3 separate regions of the Rattus norvegicus genome follow, and regions 2 and 3 are each linked to region 1. The links are chromatin contacts, called in public Hi-C maps. All regions are on one chromosome and are shown on one strand. Each heading gives the region's core, a stretch centred on a gene start, on an enhancer-like site or on the middle of the called end of the contact. The rest is flanking DNA. Distances are from core to core; before and after follow the strand shown. Region 1 holds the start of Rybp (RING1 and YY1 binding protein). Region 2 overlaps LOC103692198 (a long non-coding RNA gene). Region 3 has its middle 100 kb from the start of Shq1.

Evidence for each region. Hi-C and Micro-C count contacts between places; a contact is called where the count stands out from the background.
Region 2: a Hi-C map of frontal cortex shows a contact between it and region 1, with 2.7 times the contacts expected there. The contact joins the enhancer-like site here to the promoter of Rybp in region 1. A contact is called at or near these places in 5 of 12 Hi-C or Micro-C datasets (the Rat2 cell line, Schwann cells, frontal cortex and 2 more).
Region 3: a contact with region 1 is called in a Hi-C map of liver, with 2.3 times the contacts expected there. The contact joins the enhancer-like site here to the promoter of Rybp in region 1. A contact is called at or near these places in 5 of 12 Hi-C or Micro-C datasets (the A7r5 cell line, Schwann cells, frontal cortex and 2 more).

What each region holds. Positions count from the first base shown.
Region 1 is chr4:134,481,927-134,486,966 of GRCr8, forward strand. Rybp (RING1 and YY1 binding protein) reads right to left here and starts at 2,806. Exons shown (of 5, transcript NM_001399600.1): 1 at 2,694-2,806; 2 at 1,929-2,054. The coding sequence starts at 2,725.
Region 2 is chr4:134,089,882-134,094,921 of GRCr8, forward strand. It overlaps LOC103692198 (a long non-coding RNA gene), which reads left to right. Exons shown (of 3, transcript XR_001837651.3): 3 at 1-5,040. Among named protein-coding and RNA genes, the nearest start is that of Prok2, 170 kb to the left of the region's middle. Within about 2 kb of position 2,695, at least 5 of the 93 cell types and tissues checked have an H3K27ac peak or open chromatin away from gene starts, as enhancers often do.
Region 3 is chr4:134,759,517-134,764,556 of GRCr8, forward strand. It overlaps a transcript of Shq1 not described here. Among named protein-coding and RNA genes, the nearest start is that of Shq1, 100 kb to the right of the region's middle. Within about 2 kb of position 2,060, at least 45 of the 93 cell types and tissues checked have an H3K27ac peak or open chromatin away from gene starts, as enhancers often do. A contact at or near this core is called in liver, where this site is marked.

The sequences.
Region 1 (5,040 bases), core at 1,556-4,055:
ACAAATCCAAGCAAGATTGTTTTAAAAAGAGTATCATGAACTGGTGAAGGTTTCCCACCTGCATACTGCGCTCAAAGCCTACTCACTCATCTGTATGAAAAATCCCTAAAAGACGGTACTTCATTTTCGGAATGGACAAACTCAAATATCCTAGCATGCCAATCCAGTTAAAATTTCATTGCTGTCTGTCATCTGTGTGTGTCTCTGAAAACATTAAACAAAATCTTTAATCAATACCTTTCACATGCTTCCAAAAAGTTGGTGAATCAGACTTTTCAATAAAAGTAAAAGTTGAAAAGCATTTCAATGTGATATAATTATTACCAGCAACACATAAGACACAAACTTTTGAATCTGGCTGTAGTTTCTCTTCACCAGCAAAGTTCTCAAGTTCTTACTAGTTTCCTGGTCATTTCCTCGAACATCAACTACACTAACACTCAAGGCAAAACCACAATAAAGAGCTTTGGCCTCAGCGGGATTCTACATGTAAAAAACATTACTCATAAATAATATAGTCACTATTGATTTAAAGTAACAAATACATTTCTAAACTTTCATGCTGTGTGATGGAATCTCCGATTTTAGACAGCAGAACAAATCCTAAGAAATGGGTTTTCCACTTAACTAAATCTAGTATGATACAAAAAACTAATGTGAATTTACTTATATATATAAAAAAAAAATCCTACTAGCTGGGTGCAGTGAGGCTGAGTAACAGGATTGTGGTTCCAGATTAGCTCTAAATATAGTGAGATGCCATTTTAGTAGAAAAACAAAACTACTTACAGGGAAATAAACTTCAGTTCTTGAGTTTTGATTCAAAGGTCTCATTTCTTAATAGTGAAATTCACAAAATTCCCCAGTAACTGGAGCAATTCATTCCAATTAAGACTTACAGCTGAAGCCTCCTTAATCCCAGATGTAAGTAAAGCAACTAGACCCTGACAAGGCACCTCGCTCAGAACATCCAGGTGGAACTAGTCACAATGGTATGCTGCCAATTCAAAAGCAAGCACCTGCTGTAATGAAACATTTAGCCTTCAACCTGGACGCCTGATGAGTCCTAAGCTAACTCTCACTTTCTTATGTGCTCTAAATACAGTCCCTTTAAATGGGAGCAAGAACGCCATAACCTAACTCTTCGAAACAGAAATTCTAAATCAAAGTTTAAAACAGCTGCAGGACTATAGAACTAGTTTTAATGTTACTCTACAAATAGTTCGAACTCATTTGCTACCACATGCAGCTAACCACTCTCATCTTAATATAAACGAATCCCTTTCAATGTTTTAACACAAAGCCATTAACACTAACTTAAGTCTATTCACCTCAACATCTCACACCATTCTACATAAGCTACTAACAAAAGACACATCAGCAGGCCCCTTGCCCCACAAATACACTTTTTCCAACCCTCCAGGATGTATCTTCAAGTGCAAAAAAGAGATATTTCCAACCCAAGACAGACAAAAGGCACGACCCAGTCTTATTGTACCACCATACCACCATTAAACTCAGGAAAAAACTAATTCTGGACAAATTAAAACTACTCTGCACACAACAAATACCAAAATGTCCAATGTCCTATGATCCATCACTATTCCCTTCCTCTCTCTCCCCGGTGGGAGCCAATAGCAACAAGCCAAAGGATGCAAATGTCAAATAAATCCAATGTCTGAAACAAGAGGAAAACCTGGGGAAAATCCCTCCCATAAATCCTTTATTTTAGCACGAGGCACTGAACGCAACTTGAAATGGCACGCAACCCCAACCACATCGCCCATCCCCAAATGCTAAGGGTCGTAATCAACAAGTTGGCAAGAGGGCGATCAATAATAATGAAAGTACGACTCACTCCCCTCTCCGCACAATAAATAAAGCCAAAACAAGTATTTCAACAAAAGCTAGCACAGGTCTTCCAGTACCTGGTGGAGGTGCCTTTCCGCACATCGCAGATGCTGCATTTAAAGGCTTCGGCGCTGTTCCTAAAGGTGCAGACGCTACAATCCCAAAAGCCTTCGTCTGCAGCCGGTTTCGCTTGTCTTTTTGGCCTTCCGAGGAGTGGAGAACCGAGGAGAGAATAGAGAAGAGAAAACAAACGCTGGTAAGCCGTCGTCAATTCACAGGAATCCGACGCTGGAAACTTCTCGCAGCGACCACCCATCCACCCCACTGGCGGGCACTGGGGCGAGAGGCCGACCGGCAACGCGGAGCCGGGCGCCCCCTCCGGCCCCGGGCACCGAGCGCCTGACGGCGGCGACGGCTCACGCGGGGCCGCGCCGAGCGCAGGAAGCGGGCCGACTCGTGGGCGCGAGCGCGGGGCGGCGGGGGCGCGGCGCGGGCCGCGGGCCGGATCCCGAAGGCGGCGAGCAGCCGGGACGGCCGGGCGGCGGCGCGGAGGGGGCCGGCGCCGCGCGCTGCCCGCCCCTGCTCGCGCCCTCCCGCCCGCCCCACCTGGTTAAATCTCCCTTTGTCTGGGCGGAGCGGCGACGGCGGAGGGCGGCTGAGGAGGAGCCGCCATGGCTGCGGCGCGCACGGCCGCCGGCCCGAGCGGAGCGACACCGCCTCCCTCCGCCCCCGGGTCTCCATCTTAGCGCGCCTCCCCCGCGCGGCCGCTCCGGCCTAGTCGCCGGTGTCCCCGCCCGCCGCGGCCGCCCTCCCCTTCCGCCCCTTCGGCGCCCGGCAGGTACCTGGTCGGGCTCTTCTTGTCGCCCATGGTCATGGACGGGCTGGCCCCCGGCGCCCCACAGCTGCGCGCGCCTCCGCTCAGAGGAGAAGCGCGGTCCGCAGCGTCGCGGAGCGGCCCCCGCCCTCCCGCGCCGCCCGCCCGCCCTCCGCCGCTGGGCTCGAGCTCCAGCCGCCGCCGCCGCCGCCGCCGCCGCTGCCGCCGCCGCCAGTCTCCGGACGAGACTAGTCCCCGCCAGCGCCGCCTCCGCCGAGTGACTGACGAGGGGCGGGGCCGGGCGCCGCGCGTCATACACCGGGCAACCAATAAGAGGACGACGACCGGCGCCGCGGGGGCGTGGCGTAGCGCGCGGGAGGGCGTGGCGCCGCGGGGGGGCGGGGCGGCCGGCGTGCGTGCCCGGGAGTGTGTGTGCGCGCGGGGGGCGCGCGTGCCTGCCGGTGGCCCCCGCGGCCCCGGCGCGTCTGAGCGTGCGAGCCCGGCAGGGAGCACGTGGCCGTGCCCGCGGGCCCCCGTGGCTCTGTGGCGGCCCCCACTCGCTGCGGAGCCCTGTGCGGCCGACGCTGGGACTCTGGCCCCGCAGCGGCTCCGCTGAAGTAGTTCCGCGCAGTTTGCGCGCGCCGCGGGGGGCTGCGCCTCGAGGCCCGCGTCTCCCGCACTGCCGCTTCTGCCACGAGGGGCTTTGTGGCTGTCTTCCCCAAGCGGCCCTCTCGGGCGGCAGCCAGACCTGCACCCTCCTGAGCCGGGGCGCCGGAGGGAACTCTGGAGAGGGTGTGGCGCAGCCTCGGGCCCCCGCAGCCGAAATAGGGCGTTTCCCCGGGGAAGTTGCTGTTCAGATCCAAGCGACCACATGCCCGCTTTCCAACCTCGTGTCGCGGTTCCTGCCTCTGCGAAATGAGGCTCCTAACGCTCCTCCCAGGAAGGGCACGGTGGATGAAAAGCACTCTAACCTGTACCCCGCACTTAGGAAGTACCAGGGCCCGACTCCGTTCCCTCCGGCGTCTGAGATTGGGAGAAAATTGGTACCCCTCACTTTCTGCCTTGCTCCAAGCATGCTCTTGCTACAGGGTTTTGTGACTCAGGACCCTCTACCCCCAGGCACTACAAGGAACCAAGTGGGGGAATGTCTTACGATTAAAGGAAGCCCCAGGTCGGGAGCGGAGGGGCGAGAAACAGGACCAATAGGTGATGCTAAAAGGTGGGGGCAGAGATGGGGTGTGGGGGACCGATAAGAGCAAGAGCTCTGGTTGACTTGCAAACTCAAAGTAGGTAGTTATCAGGACTGGCTCTAGGGAGAGGAGCAAAGCGGGAGACCCACTGAAGTTCCAGGAGAGCCAGAAAGCAGGAAGTCCTGGGATCTGAAGGGAGAGAATAACAGAGGGAGGCTCTGTGACTAAGATAAACTTGATCAGCACTAGATGTCCTCCAGGCAGGCACACCCAGGAGGGCCAGCTACAGTGTTCAGCAAGGGTCAGCAACCTCTGAGACCTGGGCCACTTACTTCTTAGGAGTGAAGGAGGAAGAGGAGGAAGGATGAAGTCCCAGGGGCAAAGGGGCCAGAGATAACCAAGGAATGTGCATGTCAAGGCATGGCCCTGGGCCAGCAGCCTTGGCCCCTAGGGTCGGCTTGGAGTATTTCCAGCATTCTGCCCCTGGTGCATTTAAAAAAAAAAAAAAAAAAAAAAATCTCTTTGGAGGGGGAGGCAGGGAACCACTGAAGGAACTGATGCAGCTTAGTTCCTGCCTAGCAAGCAGGAGGTCCTGGGTTTGATTCCCAAGCACTGGGCAAATGCAAAGAATAAGTAAAAAGAATAAATGATCTCCCCGAAGTCAAGAGAGGGTAGGTGGGATCCACAGGTCATAGGAAGGAGACTGACTTTATTTTTTATGTAGAAGTAAAACACAAACTTCAGTCTTGCACCTCAGTGCAGATTAGTCATGGCCTTGTCTACACCATGTAGGTAAGGGTGTTCTTTTCACCATCCTCCAACCTGCCTAGCCTCCAACCAAGGCAATCACTTTACTTCAACTTTGGTCAGCCAACATCAGTTTTGTCTCTTCATGAACTATCCCTAGAGTCATTTGGTATGCCTGGGCGGAACGTTTTCCTCTCTGTGGTAGAGATGGAATCATGGTAGGCAAGCTCTGCCTCTGACTTACACTCTCAGCCCCTGGCTGACACTTCTGAATAGGCAGACTTTCTTTGATATTCTTCCATTCTGTTGCCTGCATCCAAGTTCACACCCCTTTCTTTGCTTAATCTGGTAGCATCCCATGGCAACCACACCATCCTTTATCTTTAGGACACCTTTTCCAGGATGTCTTTTGTGGGGTGTGTGTGCGCATTCGTCTTG
Region 2 (5,040 bases), core at 1,445-3,944, 390 kb before region 1:
ACTGTGGGGCTGATGCAAAACTCTTCTTCCCTCCCCCCTCCCTCCTTTCCTTCCTCCCTTCTTCCCCTTCTCGTCCATCACTGAGCTTACGGTGGTGCTGAGGAAGCTGAAAACAGAGCAATCACACAAACCTGGAGGTAAACTGCACCAATTGCCCTAATCAAGCAAGCTGCTCTCCAAAGGGATCTGACACCTTGGAATGAAGGAGGTCACGGTGAGAAAGGGATAAAGAAACCAGGGTACAGGGAGAGAAGACTGTTCTACACGCCTACAGCTGGAACAAAGGTACTAAGCTAGAGGGAGCTCAGCCTGTGTGGTGAGCCAGAGGAGGGTGGTTCAGGGCCAGGGCATGAGGAGTGGAGGATAACTGTACAACTTAAAAGTGCCTGGGAGATACTCCCGGACCTGCTAGGGAGTCCCTGTGCCTGGCTCCAGTTGTTAGCTCTCCAGTCCCAAATTTCCACTTTCAATCACCATTATAACCATGCTCACAAAGAGGGGACTGTTGGAAAGTGGTTGTACTTTGTGCTTTCACAATGATGGAGAAGCATTCCTGGCATCTGATAAAGCAGGGATGGGCGTACAGGAGGTCAGGAAGACGTGGTACGTGACGTTGTGCCAGATACCGAATTTCATTGCACAGCTCAGCATGTGTGTGTGTGTGTGTGTGTGTGTGTGTGTGTCCCTGATGTGTGCACATATGTGTGTTAGAGGTCAATTCTAGGTGTCTTCTATCACTCTCCACCTTATTTTTTGAGACCGAGTCTCTTCTTGAACCTGGGGCTTGCTTGCTGTTTTAGCCTATGGAGCCCCCAGTTTCTGTCTTTCTCCATCCCCCAGGCTCTCAGCTCTGAGATCACAGACATACAATGCCATGCCTTGGTCATTTGGGGAGATGAGGTTTCTGGCCTTCGGTTTCCATACTTGTGCAGCAAACACAACTTTATCCACTGTCTCCCCAGACGCGCCCGAGTTGTGGTTTCTGAGCAGATTTCATGGAGTGGAAAACTCAATTTTGGGTTCTCTGGGACACGATGTTTGTAATATATGATTGTACATGTATATATGATGCTTGTAATATGATTGTCAGTATATATTGATACCCCTTCCTTCAAACCGCAGGCCTAACCTCCTTACCTGGTCATAAACAGTCATGGAGGCTCTCATCTAAGGGAAAACATTTGGTAGAGAGATGAAGCTGAGCAATGAAGAATGGTTCTGTCAGATGGTTCAGTGGTTAGGAGTACTTCCTGTACAAACAGGAGGAGGGCGGGGGTTCAGATTGCAGGACCCACGTAAGAAGACAGTATCCTGCATCCATCTGTAACTCCAGCTCTAAGGACAATGGAGATAGACTCCTTGGGTTGGCTGACTTCCAGCCTAGAGACCCCTCCTCAAAACAAAAGGAGAAAAAGAAAGAGAAACCCTGAGGCCTTCTTCCGGCTTCTGTGGGCACAGGCAAACACATGTATGCAGCGGCTCCTACACTCACACATGCACACAAACAAATAAATAATTAGGAAAAGAATAGTTCTGTGTGCCTCTAATCTCTTGAGAGGCTCACTCTGGGGATGCCAGTGGCCATGCTGTGGCAGCATTCTAGCCGCCTTGCAGGAAGCTAGAACTGAAGCTGCCTGCCACAGCCAGCGCTGACCTGCCCGTTGTGGGGCCGTTGTACTTTGGATCTTCAAAGGCCCCTGTGCTTAAGACCTGGTTCTAAACCTGTGACGCTTTCGTCAGGCACTTGGATGGAGAAGAGGTAGGGCCTGGTGGGAGGAAGGTGGCTGCTGGTGTCCGGTATGGCTTGGAAGGGGATAATGGAATTCTGGCCCCTTCTTTGCTCTCCTTTGTTACCTGGCCACCAGGAGAGAAGCTCTCCCTGCCACATCTCCCCTGCCATGATATGCGATGCCACTATGTCCTCCAGAATAATGGGCCAGCTGAGCAGGGATGCAGCTTCTCACACTGAGCCAAAACAAACCTTTCCTCCTCTGATGCGGAATTCTGTCAAGTACTTTGTGGCAGTGGCAGAGAATGTACACAGTTATCTGAGCCACCCAGGAAGGAGACAGACTGTGTGGCCAGCCCAGGCAAGCATTCAGATGACTGAGGCCTCAGCCTGTGGGGAGAGAAGGGGGTTCAGACACCATGGATCAGACACTAGCTGTCTCCTGTGCCCCATCTCCTCTTCTCTCCTACACACAGGCAAAGAATGTTTCTTCAACAGTTTTAGTATGTATGGAAACTTCTAGAAGTATACCTACTGTGTAAGCCAAGGGGACACATGCATTTAGTTTTGTTTGTGTGTTTTGTGTATGGGACATAGGGTCCCACTATGGTGCCTAGGTTGTTCTGGAAGTTGCTATGTAGCCCAGGCTGGCCTTGAACTCACAATTTTTCTACTTCTACTTAAATACTGGGATTACAGGGGTGTGTGTGTGTGTGTGTGTGTGTGTGTGTGTGTGTGTGTGTGTGCGCGCCACCGTGCCCAGTTTTTACTAAAAGCTGTTTGAAAGGGATTAAAATATCATGATATGTCGTCAAGTGTGTCACTTGTCACACTTACAGCTGCTCCCTTACAGTTACTCTTCAAGTACGTGAGGTGCAGTGGAACTGGGCTGTGTGTGTTGTACAGTTGTAGCCATTTGTTTTCACTGGGACGGATAAGAACCTGACCCTTTCCTGATGTCCCTCCAGGCATCCGAGCCTCTGTATACAGGGCCATAAATAGCACTTCTTCAGTTCCTTCATCCTGGAGTTGGACTGTTACATCTATTTTTAAAACTCATGAGTAGGCACTTTCTGTTTTTAAAGGAGATTTCATTTCCTGTTAGTGAAGGGACATTATAAAATACCAGTCAAGGAAAAGAGTGTGGGACTCTGGGGCACTTCCTAGAGAATACTTTACTGGCCTAGGAAATTATGATTGTTTGTTCTTCGGCTTCTAGAACAAACCCCTTGGCAACCTTCAGAATTATTCCCTCCTGTCTGACTCGAGGAATTTTCTTCTTGAGCTCCAGGAGCCTTCTGCTGTCCCCCAACATTCTGCACTTTCTACTTCCCTCTATAGTGCTTTCTTATCTTGACCTCTCTCTTTCCCCTTGCCTTTTGAAATCTCTTTCATTCCATCCTAACACAGTCACTCTACAAACAAATACAGAGCACACATGTCTATGTCTATACACATGGGGCTCCAGCACGGGGACAGGAGCCAGTTGCCTGTCACCCTCCCCAGAACTTGGGAGAGATTACTCTGCTCATTGAAGACATATTTGAAAACTAATACACGCAGAGAGAGAACCCCCAACAGGCCTTTCATCTTCGCTCTCTCCTGAATTGCTCTCTGCCAGCATTCCGGGTTTCTCTTGTTATAGATACACTGTAGCAACCTCAGAGCTTTCTGCATAGCCTGAAGGCTCAGCAACACAGCCAGTCTTTCCTCCTTCTAGCCTGAACAGCTCCAGAAGCATTCTCTACTGTTTGCACACACCTGATATGTGAGTGCACCTGCCAACTCTCTCCACACTCCCTAGCAGAGGGGGATTGGTACTTGCTGCCACTTCTCTTCCCTGAGGAGTGAAGACAGCATGGGAAATTTAGACCCTGGGCTGCTTCTCTTCAGAGACCACCCTGCTAAGTAATGGGTGACTCCAGGTAACCAGGACCATTAAGACACCGAAATACCCCACTGCCTCTTTCTCTGTGCTTAGCAACAGCCCACTGCGTCTATTAACTCCCTGATAATTGCCTGCCCTCTGCCTTCTTCCTGAGGGCTGGTGTAGTTCAAGGACCCTCCCAGAGACTGCTTCGTCGGCATTTTTCGAGGGGCTGACTTTGGAAGACACAAACACATATACACACATTCATATGGAAACATGTGTTTACACACAAATATAGACATATACACACAAGATACAGGAGAAAGCTTTTTCAGATGTGCTCACAAATGTGCTGCAAGAAGCAGCCTTGTAAAACCATGCTGAACTTTACTTATGTTGTAAAAAAACCAAACAAACAAAAACAAGACAGATTCTCTAGAAGGTTCCTGTAGCCCCTCTTCTCCAATCCCATCCAGATCTTTCCAGATAAGATAATTTGGAAGGGAGCCAGCACGGACACATTTCTGGCCACAAGAGGGCACTCTGCAATCCCCAAAACAGGATATTTGTGGCTTCTTTCTTCTCTCTTTCTTTCTTTCTTCCTTTCTTTCTTTCTTTCTTTCTTTCTCTCTTTCTTTCTACCTTTCTTCCTTTTTAAAGAACCGGCATATGCGTATGGACCCAGGCTAACAGTCAACAGACAATCCATCTTGCAGAGACAGTGGTGGCAAATGGATTTTTAGATAAGGGAGGGAAGCCAGGCACGGCAGCTGTCAAGAGGGGTGAAGTGGAGACGGGGGTTTTGTTCTTTCTTGCAGGTGGATCGTGGAGAGCCTCGGTTTTGTTTGTCCTTACTCAGTAGGTAGCAAATTCCAGCCCTGAGGTTCTTAACTGGGGTTGTCAATAGTGTGCCCTCTTCCACCCTATTGCCTCCAGCCACTGAGCTTAGGAAAACCCTTGTCAGCTCTGCAGCAGGACTAAGCCAGGGTTCAGACAGCAAGTGGTCCAAGTCACTGTTCTGAACTTCTGGTCTACTCAGAGACAAATTGGTGACCAGCTCGGTTTGGCAGAGGTTGCTACAGTTCCTGGTAGGAAAGGCAGCTTGGGATATCAGCTGCCACCTTTTCTCCATCTAGACCAAGGCGGTGTTCCCTAGTGGCACAGCCTCAGATGCAGAGTGTGCTCTAATGGTTATTTGGAAAGGACTCCAGAAACTACTTACGGTGGGGATTGAAGGACAAGCCACTAGATGTTCTCTCATGAAAGTTACTACTGTGAGAGCTCAATTCCACTGGGAAACTCCTGAGCCAGTGCAGGACATGGGCCACTCCCAGAGCTGTCGTTAGTTTTCAGCTGAGAGATTCAAGGGGAGTGGGACTGGCAGGAGGCCCCGGCCATTGCACACAGTCCTTAGGCGAACATGCAAAATGTGTAAGTCTGA
Region 3 (5,040 bases), core at 810-3,309, 280 kb after region 1:
TATTCTTTGCATGCATATGTATGTGTATGTGCCCCCTCTTCACACCAGCACAGGTCAGCACACACACACACACACACACACACACACACACACACACACACACACACACAGAGAGAGAGAGAGAGAGAGAGAGAGAGAGAGAGAGAGAGAGAGAGAGCAGAAGACAACCTGTGAGAGTCAGTTCTCTACTTCCACCACATGGGGTGGGGAGCTGGATCTCGGGTCATCAGGCCTGGTGGCACTCTGAGGCACTTTGTTCACCACAAGACAGCACGATTTGAAAATGCTTGACAGACCTTAATAATGAAGTCTGCCTCAAGCCACAACACATGCTCACATTACTTCCCATTTCCATAGATCCTGAACTGATGGGGCTTTGCTCTCTTCCCCTGTATGCAATAATGTCTGAGTCCTAAAACCAAAGTGGCTTTCTATGGGTTGTCCCCGACTAAGTTTACTTACACCCCATTGTCACATCTACCTTGAGCAATCTGGTTCTCTCATAGCTCAGATTTGGTCACGTGGGGAAAACCATCCCCACAGAAGCCAGCTCCCTCCAGATTGCCAAGCCTTCCATTTCTTTCTACCCTCTCATCAGACCATCCACAACTCCCACTATGAGACACACAGTGCTGCTAACCCGACTCTGATCTTCTTCAACTCCCAGTGCACATGTGCCCGCCTCGGTAGGGCCAAATTTGAGCACCAGAACTAGAGGCTAGAGCGCTTGCCCAGTATCCAGGAGGCCGTGAGTTTCATTCCCAGTATACTGAGGAAGGGAGGATCACTGGCAAGCAAACTGTAAAGGGCCAGGGTGTAGGCGCTGGTAATGACATTTGACTCCAAGACGAGCTTATTTTTGATAGTCTGGATGTCCTGTTCAGCGTGGCTGCAGAGCCATGAAAACAATGTTCCAGAATAGAATGTGGTGTCAGTAGACCGAGAATCAATTTAGCCCAAAGGACGCTTTAATCGGCCTAGGGATGAGGCGTAGCCCGGTGATTAGGGAAGGACTTCATCCTTGCTTCCCAGAAGTCTCAAGCCCGCTACCTTCTCCAGCTCTGCTCACCAGAAGCTTCACCAGGAGCTTCACCCGTCATTCAGGAGTGAGCCATCCCCTGAGGTCGACTGTAATTAAGCATCCACTCAGCCGGGGCGAGCTTGGCACCTGCACCTGCAGTGGATCCCTGCTCCAGAGGCACCTGCGCTCCGCGTGGCCGCCCCGCCCGCCCGGCCTGGGCGCACGCGCACTTGCCCCTCTCCCCCAGAGGTGCCTCGGTAACAGATGGAGCAATCATTCTCGTCTTTCCGCCAGAAGGCCCCCGCTGCTCCCAGGACCGCGCGGTGGTTGTAAGACACATAATTAGATACGTCAGCGGACAATGCAGGGATTAGCCGGGGAGGGCTGGCAACTCGAGCCTTCCCCACCAATCCGCGCGAGGAGGCCACCAGCAAGGATCCCCACTCCTGGAGGCAGGATGATTAATAAGCAGAACCCTTCCGGGCGATGGGTCGCCCACGGAGGGTCCGAGCTCAGTGCAGGACCGACGGTGAGGATCACAGCCTTGCGACCCCTAGACCTACGTAGGAGTGACCTAGGACACCCACCGGAACGGATCTATCCTGTTCTGAATGAGTGACCTCATGGGGTCACTTCCCCAGGCTCTACAGGAACCTGAAGGACTAGCGATCAATGCTGCAGAAAGAGCGCGCTGCAGGGAGCTGCAAGGCGATCTCCGGCCGGCACATGACTTGGAAGCCAGCCCCTTATCTATGACAAGGGTGCTCTCTGCGTCGCAGAGGCGTGTGAGCGCAGCGCTGGTGCCAGCCGAGCCTGGAAAGCAGCAGCCTCAGTTAGGGTCGGCCTCTGAGATAACTCCAGGCCATTTAGTCTGTCCCTGTGAGGAGCACAGGGTAGATTAGCGGTGAGAGGGGAGGCTCGAGCGCCAGTGTGCCGGGAGAAAAACAGGGAACTCAGATCCGGGGACAGCTATGCACTGCAGTGCTGCCTAGGAAGAGCTTGGGGGATGGGGTTGGCACGATGGGGCATCCAGAGCCCGCCTGCCTGGCAGAGGAGAACCGGCTCTAGCACCACCCAGTGGCCGCCTCAGAACACTCAGGAGGATAGGTAAACCAAGAACTGACAGCTGGAGACCATTAACAATTACACGGTTCTCTTTTGCTCTCACCCTGTCCTTCTTTCTGGGAGTAGAAACCCCGGGATTCACACGTGCCTGAAACGGGCTTTACCACTAAGTCTCACAGGACGAGCTACAACAAACAGCAGTTCTCAACCTGAGGTCACGACCCCTGAGGGGTGTCAAATGACCTTTTCACAGGGGTCACATATCACATATTTTCTATTCAAAATAGTAGCAAAATAGCAATTAGGAAGTAGCGACGAAAGTAATTTTATAGCCAGGGGTCACCGCAACTGCATTTAAGGGGTCACAGCGTTGGGAAGGTTGAGAATCACTGCTCTACAAATGGAACTGTAAGGGTGGGTTGGAATAGTTACCGGTTACTCTCCCACTCTGTCTCCCACCCTCCATCTACAAAGTGCCTGCCCCTGCCCCAAGGTGGCCATATGCTGCTATCAAGCACCATCTCAATGGCCAACCATGAAGAAACCAGCTTACCTCAGCTGATCTAGTCAGGTTTCTGAGGAGTTTGTTGGAGACTAGACAAATCAGCTCTTCTGATCAGAAAAGAGGGAGCTGCAGGGGCAGCTGGCAGCCACTATGGTCAAGAGGGGTAGCCAAGTGGAATTATGTCAACACTGAGGATGTTGGAGAGAGACCACACAAAGAGCTTTGACATGTGAATCGCTTGGGCAAGCTGCTCCTGAGAGCCATTCTACTGCTGAACTTGTCAGACTGTACACTAATTAGTTATCTCTGCTGACTGAAGTCGCTGTGTTAGCGTTCCTGTCACAACATTCTCTTCTCTGGAGTTTGCCCCAAGACCCCACTGATGCCTGAAACCACAGACAGCATTGAACCAGGACATGTTTTCCCTACCCAAACACACCTACAATTACTTATTAATCAGGCACAATAGGCCTCTTATCAGGCAACAAGAGGAACGGCAGTACAGTAGATGAGCTGTTACAATACTGGCAATAGATGCTCTCCCTATTTGTGTGTCCACAGACCTCGGCAACCTCCCCGGTTTGTTTTCTCCTGAGTTCTCTTTCACATGAGGGAAGTGTATTGCATCTTCTCTGTGGTGCATCTGCAAGGCCAGCATTGAAACTCTCATGTTTTGGGGTCATTGTTAAGTAGAATCAGGGTCACTTGAAACTCAGCAAGGCAAGACAACAGGCGATGTGACAGCTAAGGAGCTGCAAAGTGACCGCCAGCAGGTCGCATGCACAGCAGGACAAAGCAGACTTGCACACGATTCTATCACAGACTCAGCAACTTGCAACTGAAAACTCAGGGATTCTGTTTAATGTCTTCAGACCATGGTTGACCACAGGGAAACAAATCCTGGGGCAACAAGGGATAAAGGACTATTGTACTTACTAGAAAGGCCTTTGATTAGATCACGGATGAAGGAGGCAGACACCCTGTGAATCCATGACAGGCTCTGGGTGCATACTGATCGAGACAGACGGGTGGAAGGGAGGTGTGGGAGTCCCAGGCAGACATGTGAGAGTTCACCTTACTGACACCACTTAAGGACTCCCAGTGTCTGCGTCTTTCACATCAGACCCGTTTCCAAGACTCCCCAGTGCCCAAGCCCTTTCCTTGGCGTGTTGTGTCTGTACATGGATTTTTCTAACTTTTTCCTCCCTGAGTTGTTGGCAAGACCGACTCCAGATCCCTTTGTGGCTTTTCCCAATGCCTCTTTTGCTCCCTGCATTTGCCAAGGGCCTGAGTCCTTCTTCACTTCCCAGTTCAAATCCTAGAGAGCAGAAATTTATTCAACTCAGTTCCCGCCCCCTTACGTGCCTCCCTGGTGAGTCTGAGGAGACACACTTGTTTTCAGACATGTTGCAAAAACAGGGGCATCTTGCTCACGCATATCCTGTAATTGTTTTCACTGCAGCCATGGAGTTATGATTTGGAAGGTTCTTCAGAGACAAGAGAAAGTAACCACAGCTTTGTATGAAGACTGAGAGAGCCAGGCTTGGTGGCCCACATCTTTAATCCTAGCACTTGGGAGACTGAGGCAGGAGGATCTCAGTGAGACTCAACCTATATATTGAGCTCCAGGAGAGACAGCACTGGGGGGAGGGGGGGGACTAACCCTGTCTCAACAACGACCACCACAAAACAAAACAAAAAACCAAACAATAGCAAAAAAGAGAAAAAGTAAAATTTACATAGTATAGGAATCCAATGCTATTTAAACAATGTGTGAGAGTGTATGTGGACTTTCTTTTTTTAAATTAAGGAATGGGGAAATTGCTAAGAAGGTAACTGAGAGGTGGAATTTTTCTTAAAGCCCAATGGTGTGTTCAGTTTCAACTTCCATATGAAAAGAACAGCTTCCGAATGCTAGCTAGATTGGATATTTGCAAAACCAGGAGCAGACTGGCACCAGCACTCTGTACCCAGTTCTGTCTTTTCCTAACTTAATTGTGCACAAATCTGAAACCGCAGCTCCGGAGCCCACGGGGCCAGGGGACAGCCTGGTAGGAACCTATGTTCTGCTTCCGTCCCCTCAGCCTTCCCTGGACCCACAGCTCTGGGCCTGACTCACTGTGATGGTTGGTGCTCACCCACGCTGCTCAGACAGGGACTCTACGGGTTCCCTGCTAGATGACCACCCACTTAGGGGTACACGGGTTGAGAATGCTTCGAAGTCAGGGTTGGGGAGACCATGGCAGGAAAAGACAGAACATGGCCAGGAGATGCGGGCTCCGGACCCAGCTGCTCAGGGAAGCAACATACTTGATTTTCCGTATTAGAGTGCTGACAGCAACATGCGCTGAACACAGAACAAGCCTCATGGACAGAAGTGAACAGATGGCACTGTCATTTGAGGAAGGGGCATCTGTAGAATTAGCAGCTGACCATGGTTGAGGCCAGG